Linked DNA regions of Mus musculus: region 2 is linked to region 1. A link is a contact called in public promoter capture Hi-C data. All regions are on one chromosome and are shown on one strand. The core of a region is the stretch at or near the end of the contact, and the rest is flanking DNA. Distances in the headings are between cores, read along the strand shown.

Region 1 (7,422 bases), core at 1,635-4,134:
ATTCTTCAGTTGATGAAATAACTTTCTACATTTTGTTCAGTCTTATTTTTGAGTTTAATACACCACACTCAAAACCTATCTGTATTCATGGAGTAGAGAAAAACTTACAGGGTGAATATGTGGAAAATGAGATTACATCTTCTTCATAGTCATTTTCTTGCTTGCTATTTCTGCCAGTGTTTTGGCTCTGAAATGAAGGAAGGTAATTTTTAATAATATGTTTTAATCTTACCTAGAGGGAAAGAAATGCTGTTAAAGTTTTATTAAAGACTTATTTCTTCATTACCAGTTTTGGTTACAACCATCTACATGTGTTCAATGATATATGGCACAAATATCAAAAAGAACAAATGAGAAAATAAGACATCCATCTTGAATAACAGATTAATTTGAAAAAGAAACACAACAACTTGAAGAAAATCATGAGTTTGGGTGTGGTAAAGACCTCCCTGAAACTGAATATAATTGTTTCTCTTAAAACTGTTGCTTTTATTATTTGAAAGATGAGAATTTTATTATTTGAAAGATGAGAATTTTAAAAATCAGGTATATTATGTTAGAATGAAAGTAATAAAATTACAGAGATGTCTATTCCAAATCTTTATAAGGAAGAAAGGAAGCTCACTTATTTCCACTTATTTGTCAATTTGAAGTCAGTTCTAGTATTTATTTATTTATTTATTTATTTATTTATTTATTTATTTACTGACTTACTTATTTACCTGCTGGGGAGTTTCAGCACAGGGTATCCCACATGCTAAGTTTTCACTCCACAACTGAATCACACCCCAGGATCTACACGCCAGGTGCTACTATATTTAGAAAAGAGAATTACCAAGAGAGGACAAAATCCTGCTATCACTGGGGAGATGGTGCTCCTATAATTGTGGAACAAAGACAGCCAAATAATAGCAACTGCATTTGTCGAAATTACATAGAGAAAAGGATGGGATATGACTGTGTTTACTAGGGACCGCAAGGTTTAAAAACACATTTCAAGTGGCTTATTCAAAATACAGTTTTTTCTTAACAGAATTGACAGAAATGATGAGACCATTTCTTATATGTTACAAGCATCCGCATTGGTGCACTCAGCCAAGGTATTCTCATGTATTTGACCTGTACCCTGACCTCATCAATTTTATTTGCCATCTCTGTTGGCCAATGAAAACCCAATGGAACTGATTTATTTTTTAATGAGTGCACTTCACAAAAGCATCATAACCTCTATTTTTCCTGGGAATCATAAAAATAAGGAAGAAGTGTCTCAGTTCTTTATTGAGTTAATAGATCATTCTAGACCTCAGTCCCTTCTTCTAATTGTAATGTATAAAATGATAACATTGATGTGTTAGATAATATTTGCAAGTATTAATATTTTAAAATCATAAAATCTTGTTTTATATAGGTACCTTTGATTTCTAATTAGCATAAGCTGACATTTTATATGTGGATCAAGAATATAGCTTAGAAGTCTATAGTACTCTCAAAATTACACAAAGAATTTTTTAATACCTGTTAGACATCAGAAATAATTTCCAAAGACTTGAAGATTTATGAAAATTACTATACAATAAGAGCTAGTGCCTAGATATGATTGTAAAGAAATACAAATATATTGGAGTAAGTTTTGTGTCATGGTTTTAATCAGTCCGTATCTGTAAATAGCCTAAACTCAAGAATATCCCAAAGGAACCTCCTTCTAAATTTTATCTTAGCCCAAGATCTATGCAATTAATATTTTGTGTATTTAATGCTATGTGAGTAATTGTATTCTCTAGCATTTGAATCAGAATAATCTGAAATTATTCTGAAATATTAATACTAGAAAAACAAATGTTTACCTCTCATCTTACAATTGTATTTTAAAAATATGCTTGATTTGATGATATATCAATATAATAACTCTTATGCAAAACCAATGATGATGTCAAAGATGAGTCTCACTCTACTCTGATATCTAGACACTAGTGGTTGGCTGTGAGTCCTATTGAATGAAGTGTGGACTGTAGATTAATTGAAAGAGAAATCACAATTGAGTAATTCATCAGCTATATGATGTCAGGTGAAATACTTTAAACCTCAACTTTCAACCCTGTGAAATGTGAGTAGTATTATCTATGCCCCTCACTTTATTAAGGCTTAATGAGAAAAATATAGACTTGATAGATTTTTCTTCTTATAAATACTTTTAAGGAAGCATGGTTTCTTTTCCTCTGTCTAACATTATTTATACATTTGTTAAACATTCAGTAAAGTTTCTATATAGTACATATGCTGTTATCAAAGGAAGAAAGTTGAAAACTAAAGTCAAAATTATCATATTGCTGCTGAAAGATAAAGGGAAATAAAATATACTATTTTATTTATTTTAATAAAGCTTCATTACAGATAAAATAGAGAAATAAAATAGAAAATTAAATTGACCCCAATAGAATGATGGTTGCTGATTTTAATTCCCCAACTCTACCAATAGACAGGTCACCCAGATAGTGTCCAAACTTGAAGTTAGAGTCTAGGCATCATAGACAGAGCATGGAAGGACAAACAAAAGGGGCAGTCTGGAGATAGATGCTGCAGAAAAAAACAGGACAGAAAGCTGCAAATGCATCCTAAAGATAAAGGCTTCAAAAAGGTCAGAAGAAAAGCTGTACCAACCAGTTCATCTGGATTTTGGGACAGTTGCTGGGGAGCCTGGTAAGAAGAAGCATAATAGAATTATGTGGATTCATCAGTTAGAGTAATCTTAAGTAGCTAGGTATGGGCAAAGAATGAAATACATCATGTACAAAATTTCCTTTCAGAAACTGTGTGACAAGGGTCAGAGGGTAACTATACTCAGGATTTGGTTTTCAAAATAAGAACTGACAACATCAGAGTGAGAGTGCCTCATTATAGTCAAGGACTTCAGTGAGGGTGTAGACAGGACGTGGTGTAGACAGGATGTTTAAGAACTCTGATCTCAAAGGCTGGAGGAAGGGAGTTAAATATGACCATGAAAGTTTCTACTCCACCAGTATCTGGTGACCAGCTCTCAGCCTAAAGCCTTCCTTTAAAGATCATTCCTTTAGAGAATTCTCTCCCCTTCTCACACATTTTACATTAACAAGGCATTTTTCAGTGCAACCTAGAACTAAGCTAGCAGTCTAGAGAAGGACATGTTCAGTTTAAATATGCTTTGTATTGGATCTAGGAACACTTGAAAATATATTTGGAGTAGATGCATGACTATGAAGTAGTCCTTTAATCTCTGAAACAAAGTAGTTTTATAGTGGACAGATAAACTATTGATTTGATTAGTAACACATAACTGAAAAATAAGACTAACAGACCTGAACTTCAAGTACAGAGTCAAAGTTGTGCTTTGAAGATTTCAGAAGAGCAGTTAGATATGGGCTACTGAGCATCAACTATAAAACATACTTGTTCAACTACTGTCTTACTCCTTTGAAAAACATACAATGATAAACTGGCCATGATATTAAATAGATAAGTTTGTTACTACAAATGTCTGAACGGTACACTGAAAATGAAACCCACAGAGCTGTGTCCATATTGTAGAGATGAAGCTGGGTGGGAAGAAAGCAATGGGAAGAAGGCTTTAGTGAGTACAAGGATGAGAAAAAAGGCAGAGAAACAAGAGAGGTTTAACTACACACTCAACAATCTAAACTAAGAAAAGAGTTGTTCTTAATGAACTATTCTTGATTTCAGAATGATATTCAGAACTGAGCAGAGACATCTTACACAAGGAAGAGTTTCTGGCTTAGGGATCTTTACCCAACATTCTCACCAACCTCAACCCAGGAAGTTCTCAGCATACCATTCACAAGTAACAATTTTAAACATGACCATTATCACCAACATGGAGAAATCAGGCAGCAAACATTTCTTAATGATTTTTCTCTGTGTATAAAGCTATAATATCATTCCCCAAAGATGCTAAATATTTAGCTTGGGAAAAAAATCAATATAAGATACACTAAGGAATTATAATTTTGTCTTTTGCTTAATTGAAGATTTCAGTATAAGATACTAGTGAAATCATTCTTTATAACATAGCTAGGACTGGGTTTGGAAGGATGAGAAAGGTTGAGAGATGCATCATGAATCCAATTGTAGAAGTTGATGTATGTTAACTGATCTAACAGATGTAGGTGCAACAGATGATTTGGAGGAAGAACAAATGTCGCTGTTCTAGTAAAGAAAAGCAAAGGCAAGGCTGGGTGGTTCATGCAAAGAGAAAACCATGTGATCCAAACAGCAGCTGACATTTTGTCAGATGTAAATTGTGACAAGAAGCAAAATGGCAATCCTTCTTTACAGTCGCTTAGTTGAAGAGGTCTGTAGTGCAGCTGCTGGTGATTGCAGCCTGCCTTCGATCATCAGTATCCCTTTGGAACATGTACAGATTCGATAGGTTGTGAGTTCTGAGAATGGAAAGCCATCACACAGATCTGGTTTCAGGACTTTCTCTCCCATTAATACTTACATTAGCTCAGCAAGTTCCTCCCTGCCTTGGCTTCCTTAGATGTCAAAGAGCTTGAATATATCTCACCTAATAGAGTTATTGTAAAAGCATAAGTGATAGCAAGTACTTGGAATAAAGGTTGGTGACAGGAAAACACTCTGCAACTGTTATCTCTATTATTTTAAGAGTGTTTTACTACAGAACTGCATTTTATGTTGTCATAGTTTGCATACAGTCATGGTCATGTTTATGTCAACATTTATATTCAGTTACAAGGTTGAATAAAGATGAGTTGTATTCAAAATATAATATAAAGAATAAAGCCAAAGAGTCTAAAATGATAAAATATTAAATCTGGACACCCCGGCATTAATGAGAGAATGGGCCCTTGGCCCTGTGAAGACTTGATGCTCCAGTGTAGGGGAATGCAAGGGTGGGGAGGCAGGAGAGGGTAGGTGGGTGGGAGCACACCCTCATAGAAGCAGGAGGAGGGGGGAATGGGATAGGGTTTTTTGGGGGGGGAATTGGGAAAGGGGATAACATTTGAAATGTACATAAATAAAATATCCAATTAAAAAAAAAGAAAATGGTATGATATGAAAAAAGATCTTTTGAAATTACACCTAATTTAGGTAAAGGGACTCAAGCATAAATTTTATTATAGGTTCGTGCCAGACCTCTTTATACACATAGGCATTAAGCAGGATTCCTGGGCATGGTGTGTAGGTTAGGCACTCATACCTGCTTGAGAGTCCATCTGGTATAGCTTCATTTGTAAACCCATGAAAGAGATGGAAATCCCAGAATACAGGCTGATGGAACCTCATATTATCCCACACATTATTAAACTTAGATTTTACAACACTGACACTACAAATATTTGTTTACAATAGTTTCAAAATTAACTTCCCTTCTTCTAACACAAAATGATGGGAGGTAGGACTCATGGCACCCACCCATAAGGCATTGCATAATGGGAATGCAAAGGAAGGGACCAGCTATCCACATAGATGGGCTACAGAGTTGATATGTAAGCAGTGAGAAGCTGATAAGAGATCTTGACTGAGCATGTGCATTGCCACACCTAGAGCATCAGTCGCTCTAGTTTTCTGTTTATGTCAAGAATAGGAGCACGCACAAAGTTCACTACCGAGCATTTCAAAGTCTAGACATTGGGTTTCACCTCAAATTTAAATCTAGTAAAAAAGTTCAATAGAGGACACACAAGGCACCACCATGACGAGGATATAAATCATTAACCTGTTTGGAATATTCTAATCAAATCAAGCTTTAAAATATCATATGAAGGGACACCAAGTAGAAAGTAGAGAGCAAACAGATCTACATGGCTTCAAATTGGCAGACTGAAGTTAGTGAAGGCAAAGTGCCAGGTCTACACTTGTGCCAGCCATTTCTGAAAGCCTGTTGTCGGCTGTTTTCAAGTCTTTAATAATTTGAGTCAGGGTTAAAGAAGCAAATGGTCAAAATAGCAGAGCAATAGAGGTCTGCGTTGCCATCCTTACCACGGGAGGATACTCTATTCATCTAAAATAAGAGGTATGAGTGGTTTCTGAATGCAAGCTAGAAGCAAATGTAAAATGCCAGCTAGACACTTAGCAATTTCCTACAGAAATTATACTCTTCAGTTGTTAGATAATAAGTGTTATTTGACAAATGAAACAAAGGACTGTTTAATTTTATACTATTACGATGAACAAATAAGTGTTATTTGACAAATTAGACAGAACTATCCTCAGTGCCTCTGTTGCTGCAAACCTACTCTCAGGATTCATGTGGCTGAGATCATCGCAGTTTCCAAATATGGAATAAGGAGAGCTGGATCCTATTGATCAAAGTATTTGAGACATGGATGATTGATAGCAAGGAGAGGTGAAACACTTATTCATTGAAGATGTGGTGGGAGGCTAAACAACATTTCTGCTCTCAAGGCTCAAATGATCATTGGTGGGAGTGAAGTGTTTTATAAAGAAGAAAAGGAATAAGACCCCTTGCGAAACCTATACATATCTCTGATGAATAATTTTCTTATTAAACCTATCACAGTCACTTCATCCCAGTTGTCAGGATCCGTTGGCGTCAGTGAGCAGGAGGCAGTTTCAGTCCTACTGCACTCTGGCGAGTACATTAGCAGCATACATACCCAGATTTTTCTTCAAGGAATATCACTTCTGCATAAGAGACATACGTGGCGCATTCCAAAGGAGCCACAGACTGTAGCAAAGTACAATGAGAGGTTGATAATAAGCACAAACTTCTTAACAGTGCATTTTCTGTAATTGAATGTATTTAAGGTAGTGTCAAACAGAAACTTTCCTGGTAGAAGGGAAAGCATTGCTATTAAAGAAATTTATTTCCCCCATACTTGCATAGGAAATCAAATTCAGAGAGAATCAGTAAAAACAATAAGCTCACATTGGCAGAAAAACATCCTTTTGTTTAGTTCAGATACAACTTTTTTAAAAAAGAAATTTGTAATCCTGAAATAAATTTTATTTTATGGGGCCCTTTGCCAAGATAGTAAATAGTCACTGTATATTTTATGACTATTATACAATAAGCCCACACCACTTCATTCTGTCACTAAGCATCAGGAGTTTGCTTGTAGTGAAGGAGACTTAGCATTTTAAAGCCACAAGGGATTTACTACACAAATTTCATCTATGGGTGACAACAATTTCTAATCTTCATAGGCATAGTCTGAAAGGGATCACAGCAAGTCTAAAGGGAGCCAGAACTTAGCTAGCACCCATTTAAATCTGGAAGCAGCATTCTTCAGAGTGTAGAGGCATGTGGATATAAGTCATCTTGTCTACTAAGCCCTGCCTTCAGCTTCAGCTATTTGTGAGAAGGCATTTCCTTCTTTATAAATGAAGACCACCTCTTATTGCTTAAAGGCTGAGCTAAGTATTTGATGGGTGGGATAGGTTCAA
Region 2 (7,460 bases), core at 2,201-4,700, 220 kb after region 1:
ATCACAGTGAAGGTAAATCAGAAGTTGGGTGTGAGACAGTCTGCATCTGGAAGCATCCCAGGTGGGCAGTGCTCATTAAAGTATGGGCAGTAGAAAAGTCCCTCTTCTATTCCAGGGTCACCCTGTCATCCTGACGCTTAGGCCTCACCTCTTAGTGATTACACATTACTGAATTATTTCACACTTCAGTGAAAACTGTCTAAAGTGGCTTCCTTCTTTAATTCTCAGATCACGTGACCTAATCGGAATCCTTACTTTAACGAAATCAAGTTTTTCCTGGTACCAGGGTGGGACCAGGGGTTTGCTGGGTAGGATAAACCTGGATTAGAGTTTGTGAAAGAGCTGTGAATCCATTGAATGCAGAGGGAGAGACTTGGGCAGCTGTGCTCCACAAAAGTTGTGGCTACAAACAGAGCACACTGTGAGTAAGAACACACATTGATTCTAATCTTTAATGTTTTCTGCTTTCACATGGATCACAAAACCAATAATGCCAATGAAAACTGTTTAAGGTATGGGACAAATAATTTGAACTTTAATGAATAGATCCAAAGGAAGGTAGTAGATTTTTGGTCTTTTGTTTTGGTTTGGGTTGGCTTGGTTTTGGTTTGTTGTGTTGTTTTTATTTTTATTTATTTATTTTTTTGTATCTTGGTTTGTTTTTCAATATAGGGTTTGTTTGTGCAGCCATAGTTGTCCTGAAACCTTTCTGTAGACCTGTCTGGCCTTAAACTCAGACTGCACCACCATACCTGGCATTAGCAGTTAAAAAATAATAATAAGAAGAAACATTTGTTTTAGGATGAAACAGAGGCAAGATCCCCTTTTGACATTTTTCAACCATATCTAGTTAAATATAAATCAAAAGACATATTCTTAACCCAATTCCTATTCACTGCACATTTTGTCTACTGATTAGACTGTTGCCCTAGCCCTGGTTATTAAAATTTGCCATCTGCCACTGAAGGGGTAACAGATACATAATGGTGACTTTAACTCCAATGGCAGGATGTGTGGATGTGTTCATTACTAGTAATGCCTTCATGGGTGTCAAAGCATGCTTACTACTTCATACTGCTTGATACACAGCTCTAGTGAGGAGACACATAGTGGCTGCGGAGCTACTGACCTTCTGATACCGCTTGTGTGGGAAGTAGCTCCTATGCAGCAGTTTTCTCTTCTCAGAAGGGATGCAGTTGACCTAACTGAGCCCCCTCATCCATGTAGCACATTAAGCTAAAGTCAACCCTGTGCTGAGAAAAATGTCTCACGTAATCTCCACTTCATAAACAGAGTCAAGAGACTAGGACGCCCTGTGAGCCCTTCCTCTTCCTGAGAGACGGGAGTCACCATCTTGAATTGGCTACCTACTACTGAGTGACCAGCCACCAAGGATAGCTTCAAACTCATGGTTACATGGGACCTGATTAATCTCTGAGGTTCACAAAATGAAAGAAGCAGACATGAACACAAGAGTGAGATTTGGGGTGGGGGGGACATGAAAAAGATGGGTTCAGGGAGAGGCAGAGGATGAAACTGGGCCCTAAGTGTTGCATACACTTACAAAACTGTAGAATAACAAATTTAACTAATAAGAAGAGAATCTGTTGACTTAAAAGACAACTTGCATTAATGAATTGGGCTTGGGTTAAATCTTGTGGGGGAGGGGGATGACTTTCCAGTCCATAAGAAAGAAGCTGAAGCAAGTGCTAATTACTGTATTGAGAAGGACCAAAGAGAGGACACGGAGGAGCAAGAATACTCAGCAAGACATGAATGTTTCCTCATCTTACCCATGTTGCTCAAAATAACCACTGTCTCTAGACACTAACACAAGGTTCATTGACACAAAAGGCATATTCCAACATGTTCTATTAAACTCAGCTGTTAAATAGAAATTACAAAAGAGGTCTCTTGTTCAAGGTCCAAAAGATGAGTTGTTTCTGCCTGTTTGCTTGCAAAGGCTACTTTGCCACAGATCCTGAGCTATGCAGTGGTGACAAAAGCCATGGTCCGGAATTTAAAATGGTACAGTTTTCCCACATCACTGGTACCAGAGGGTCTCAGGCCATCTTCCATTGTTATAGATACATTCCCCATTTTAATGGAAAAAAAACAACCGTTCACATTTATTAAAAGTGTATCTCAGACACTATTGCGTATGCCAGCAAGATTTTGCTGAACGGACCCTGATATAGCTGTCTCGTATGAGGCTATGCCAGTGCATGGCAAATACAGAAGTGGATGCTCACAGTCATCTATAGGATGGAACACAGGGCCCCCAATGGAGAAACTAGAGAATGCACCAAAGGAGCTGAAAGGGGTCTGCAACCCTATAGGTGGAACAACAATATGTACTAACCAGTACACCCCGGAGCTCATGTCTCTAGCTGCATATGTAGCAGAAGATGGCCTAGTCGGTCATCATTGGGAAGAGAGGCCCATTAGTATTGCAAACTTTATATGCCTCAGTACAGGGGAATGCCAGAGCCAAGAAATGGGAGTGGGTGGGTAGGGGAGCAGGGCAGGGGGAGGGTATAGGGAACTTTCGGGATAGAATTGGAAATGTAAATAAAGAAAATATCTAATAAAATAAGTGTATCAGACCCTAAAAACAACTAAAGCCAAAAGATCCTACCTAAAATAAAGTTAATAAAATACAATAAAAATAAAAATGTTATGAGAATTTTAATTCTGATTAGTAAATTAAAATAATTTCAGGCTACAATTTCTTGCTGTATAACTCACCAGGAACACCTCCTATAATCATGTTAATATTCTGGTGAAATCTCTTTACCAAAGCTAAGTTTTTAATGCTTATTCTGGAACTTCACATGCATTTAAAAATAAAACCAAAAGGAACTCAAACCAAGCACCTCAGCAGTCATTTGAAAATGTAAACTATCTGACATAGTCAACCAAGTTGACTCCGTTCCTTTTTCTCATTTAGGAGCTCATGGTTCCAGGGAGTTGGTTTTATACAGACTGATCCGGGGCAGGGGAATGGGCAAGGATGCTTCAAACGAGGCATTTTGCTCCATGTATATACATTTCAGATGAGATCTAGCATTAAAGCTGGGTGCAAAGTGATTTTCAAAAGTAGAGAAGCCCCCACCCCACCCCCAGGTTTAAAGACACCCAGGTCTTGGTAGCTCCCAGGGCAAACTGTCTACTGGTGGCCCTTAGTCTCAGAAGGACTCCAGGGTCATCATGTACCCTCCACCCAAAGCCCTGACAAACATGAGACCACCCACCTGGAGGTGCTAGGCCAACCTGGAACAGATCCTGGGTGCTACCCCTAGTGCCAGAAGCCACAGGAAGCATTGCGGGAGGTTGGAGCCTGGGAGCTGCAGTGGCCAGCCCTGCCTGCAACTTCCCCTGCAGACCTTTAGTTCCGATGGTCTGTGGCCCTGCAGCTTGCTTCCTACTCTGGGGATTGTGGCCCGAGGTTGCCGGAAATGCAGCCCAGGGGCTCAGGCCGCAAGGCTAGGGTTAGGCCTTGCTGGGGGAAGTGAAATTGCTCAGGCTTGCTTTTACTTAGTTTGAGAGAGCTGTCTTAGGTTCCCTTTCTCCCAGGCTATCTTTAAGCTCAGGTGACCTAGAGCTTATAGCTTTTCTTATTCTGTTCTGTATTTCTCTGCTATGCTAACCCTTCCTTCTGCAAGACAGAAAGTAGACTTTTATAAAAGGAACTACTTGACAGAGGCATAGATAGAGATACCGTGACAGAGATATAAAGGTATGAAATTTTAGTATTTCATCTTACCCAGGCTCCAGGCTAAGTCTGTGTGTTATAGAGTGATTTTCATTCCCACATGAGAAGTTTTTCCTAGATCTGCTCTAATTTTGAAATGGGCCAGGTCAGAGACATACACATACCCTATACCCTTCTCCTCAAACATGAATTATGGCTGTGTTCTTGCTTGTTTGAAAGAATAAGAAATACCCAAAGAGTTATCCCAGAGCCTAACAATGAGCAAATATCAAAAATCACTAGACTACAACCTAACCAAAGTTGGAGATCGTTTGACAATCAAATTCAAAGTGTGTGTGTTGGGGGAGGAGGACTGGAAAAAGGGATAACATTTGAAATGTAAATAAAGAAAATATTCAATAAAAAAAAGTGTGCAAGTAACACACAGTTGCCATGGACCACTTTTCCTTCTTCGAAAAGAACCAGAAAGTTCTACTCTAAGTGTTTTTGGAATACTGTAACTATCAAGTGTCACAGAAAGTCATTAACTTTCCACACATGCTAGATAAAATTCATAAAGCAAAATGTGAGGAAGCTTTGAAAAGCATTAGATATACATTTATCTTCTACATGGTACTTCTTATTTGATCATCTTGAGTAACTCTTCCAAATTTGGAACAATAAAGCCAGTATATGAAATGATACCCTGACGTGTGAGCGGCTGCTTATGAAGGACAGCTTACCCAGAAATGTCAGCAGAGTTTACAGGGACATGGGTGTCACTCCGGTCAATGTTTTCAGAAATGCAATACTTAGGAAAGATTAAGTCTTCATAGGGGAGAAAGAAAGGGTGTGGTGTATTAAAAGGAAATTTAGTGTATTTATATATATATATATATATTTTTTTTTAAATTAGGTATTTTCCTCATTTACATTTCCAATGCTATCCCAAAAGTCCCCCACACCGTCCCCCCCCCCACTTCCCTACCCACCCACTCCCATTTTTTGGCCCTGGCATTCCCCTGTACTGGGGCATATAAAGTTTGCAAGTCCAATGGGCCTCTCTTTCCAGTGATGGCCGACTAGGCCATCTTCTGCTACATATGCAGCTAGAGTCAAGAGCTCAGGAGTACTGGTTAGTTCATAATGTTGTTCCTCCTATAGGGTTGCAGATCCCTTTAGCTCCTTGGGTACATTCTCTAGCTCCTCCATTGGGGGCCCTGTGCTCCATCCAATAGCTGATTGTGAGCATCCACTTCTGTGTTTGCTAGGTAAGCAACGGCATTGGAAGGAGGGCATGGAGAGGCAAATGATATATGTAAGCCTGGGTGTGGGAATCTCATAAGAGAATCACCACAAACTTCTTTTTTTTTCTGTCATAATCCATAAATGTATTTATGTAGATTTTCTTTTTATTAGGTATTTTCTTCATTTACATTTCCAATGCTATACCAAAAGTCCCCCATACCCTCCCCCCACCCACTCCCCTACCCACCCACTCCCACTTCTTGGCCCTGGCGTTCCCCTGTACTGAGGCATATAAAGTTTGCAAGACCAATGGGCCTCTCTTTGCAGTGATGGCCGACTAGGCCATCTTCTGCTACATATGCAGCTAGAGTCACGAGCTCCGGGATACTGGTTAGTTCATAATGTTGTTCCACCTATAGGGTTGCAGATCCCTTCAGCTCCTTGGGTGCTTTCTCTAGCTCCTCCCTGTGCTCCATCCAAGTGAGCTCACTGGGAAGATTATCTTCACTGGTACCTGTGCTACTGAAGGGATTTCTAACTGCAACTTAGACCAACTGAAGGCTCTATTTTTTCCACACAGTTAAATGCCTGTGTCTTCAAAGTTATGCATTTATGCATGTGTAACGCAATGCAGAGCTATCTATTTTAATTAAAGTCTTATTTCTAGGGCTGCTGCTGCTGCTGGCTCTGGCTTTTGTTGTTGATGGTGACATCATCATTTAAAAAAAAACATATGCTGATCACTGTATGAAAGTTCAACAATGTTAGTGGCAGTTGACTTCAAAACAGAGGTGCTTTCACCCCATTAAACAAATGAGGAATTTGGGTTTTAAAACTCTTAAAGGGCGAAGGTGGTATTTAGTCTTTTCTCAGAAGATCACTGAAGGCCATTTTTGAAGATTGCATAGACATCATATACAAATATATATCATATAATTATATATTATAGTAGCCCCTTCTAATCCATGAAAATAAATTATAAAACCTCTATTAAAACCATAGAGAATACCACATCGTATATCTACTATATGTTTTACATATACCCACTTACATAAATTTGGCTCATAAATTATAAAAAATACCAACTAGCAATTACATAGAAGGACTATAATAATACATTTTCCTTTTGATATTTTCTATATTGTGCTAGTGATCTCAGAGATAAGAAACTGTAGCTAGGGAGGACCAGTGAGTGTATTTTAAACCTGCTTTTGTTTTTTTTTTTTTGTTTGTTTGTTTGTTTTTATCCACTTCTTTGCAGAGATTTAGTCCTAGAAAACCTACAATTCCTCCTAGTTTTGGCACTGTTTTGTTGAGGGGACACACACACAAAGTCTCACCTGTATTCTATCTAACTTTGCCAACACATTTACAAAGACATATTGTAGGGTAAGAAAGTTTTCACTCCTTCTGGTCTTATTTCTGAGTAATCAAACATGATACCCACCCCATTCCCCACCACTATTTCCTTAAAGAAAGACAACTGTCTGAAAGGTTGGCTTAGCACTTGGTTTGCATTTATTCTCAGGGAAGAGGCACTTAGTAACTGTCACAGTTAGAGGCCTTTTCAGTTAGAATGCCCCCAGCAGCGTGTAATTGCAAGTTTCTGATTTTTACCTCTGCTGGACAATGACAGAAGTGCTCGGCGCAGTTGGTTCCTTGTTTCTCAATATATCAAACGCCTGGATCCATTGACTTCTTCCCTTGCAGCAAATTCTTTCCCCTAGCAGCAAATAGACGGCCTCAATATCATCACCCCCATCTCTGGAGATTACAAGAGCCTCACACTGACACTGCCTTCCCATGATTGGATGGCTGGAGTTGCTCACAGTTGCCCCGTAGCAGGTGTCATGGCTCATTCCCTGTGCCCTTTACAGAATGGATGCTTTTGCACTTGCTGTTGAGTTTATCCCTACTTGCAGATTCCCTGCACTTCAAACAGAGCCAGCTCTTAAAGCAACAGCTTGTTCAAAAAGTGAAATCTTTTGGATCTTCCTGGCTGTTCACTAGTTGCAGAACTTTCTTCTTCAGGAACAAGTCTGGAGTTTTAGACCTTAAATTAGATTATTCATCTGAGCTCCATTGTCTGTCTTGTTATCTAGGTCAAAACTAGAATGTCAGGAAAGTGAAGAAACTTTCTAACAACAGCATTTTTTTTCCATCACTAGTGAGTTGCTTTCTTCCTTCCTTAACTTTTCTCATATTTAACCATGTTTTGTAATATTAATCTGAGAAATAACCCTTGATTTTATATAGATATTGCTTACATAGAGTATAGAATGAAAATTAGCAGTAAGACATAGGAATACAAGCCAGAATTAAGGAAGTAGAATGTCGTCAATCATGAGAGGCAGAGTTAGGAGATGCACTAAGGAAACAGATTGGAGTGATGTAGTCTTAAGAGGGAAGAAGCAGAAATATGTTATAGAATACAGGAGACCTGGGAAAAGGCAGGATATGGAATGTTCCCAAAGCTTCCTGAAGGAACTGGTCTCTCTCCATACCATTTTGACTTTTG

The links. Promoter capture Hi-C pulls out the DNA fragments that hold promoters and counts their contacts.
Region 2: a contact with region 1 is called in a promoter capture Hi-C map of pre-B cells, with 2.2 times the contacts expected there. The contact joins the promoter of Bank1 here to the enhancer-like site in region 1. A contact is called at or near these places in 5 of 39 promoter capture datasets (the 3T3-L1 cell line, 3T3-L1-derived adipocytes, cranial neural crest and 1 more), 1 of 15 datasets of contacts at CTCF or cohesin (pro-B cells), 2 of 484 Hi-C or Micro-C datasets (B cells and nephron progenitors), 1 of 115 datasets of contacts at active chromatin or transcription factors (the 230-238 cell line) and 2 of 9 other capture datasets (adipose tissue and liver).

The regions. Positions count from the first base shown.
Region 1 is chr3:136,103,742-136,111,163 of GRCm38.p6, forward strand. Bank1 (B cell scaffold protein with ankyrin repeats 1) reads right to left here. Exons shown (of 17, transcript NM_001033350.3): 8 at 109-187. Among named protein-coding and RNA genes, the nearest start is that of Gm31243, 210 kb to the left of the region's middle. Within about 2 kb of position 2,885, at least 12 of the 459 cell types and tissues checked have an H3K27ac peak or open chromatin away from gene starts, as enhancers often do. A contact at or near this core is called in the 230-238 cell line, pre-B cells and pro-B cells, where this site is marked.
Region 2 is chr3:136,322,616-136,330,075 of GRCm38.p6, forward strand. Bank1 (B cell scaffold protein with ankyrin repeats 1) reads right to left here and starts at 3,451. Exons shown (of 17, transcript NM_001033350.3): 1 at 3,255-3,451. The coding sequence starts at 3,324.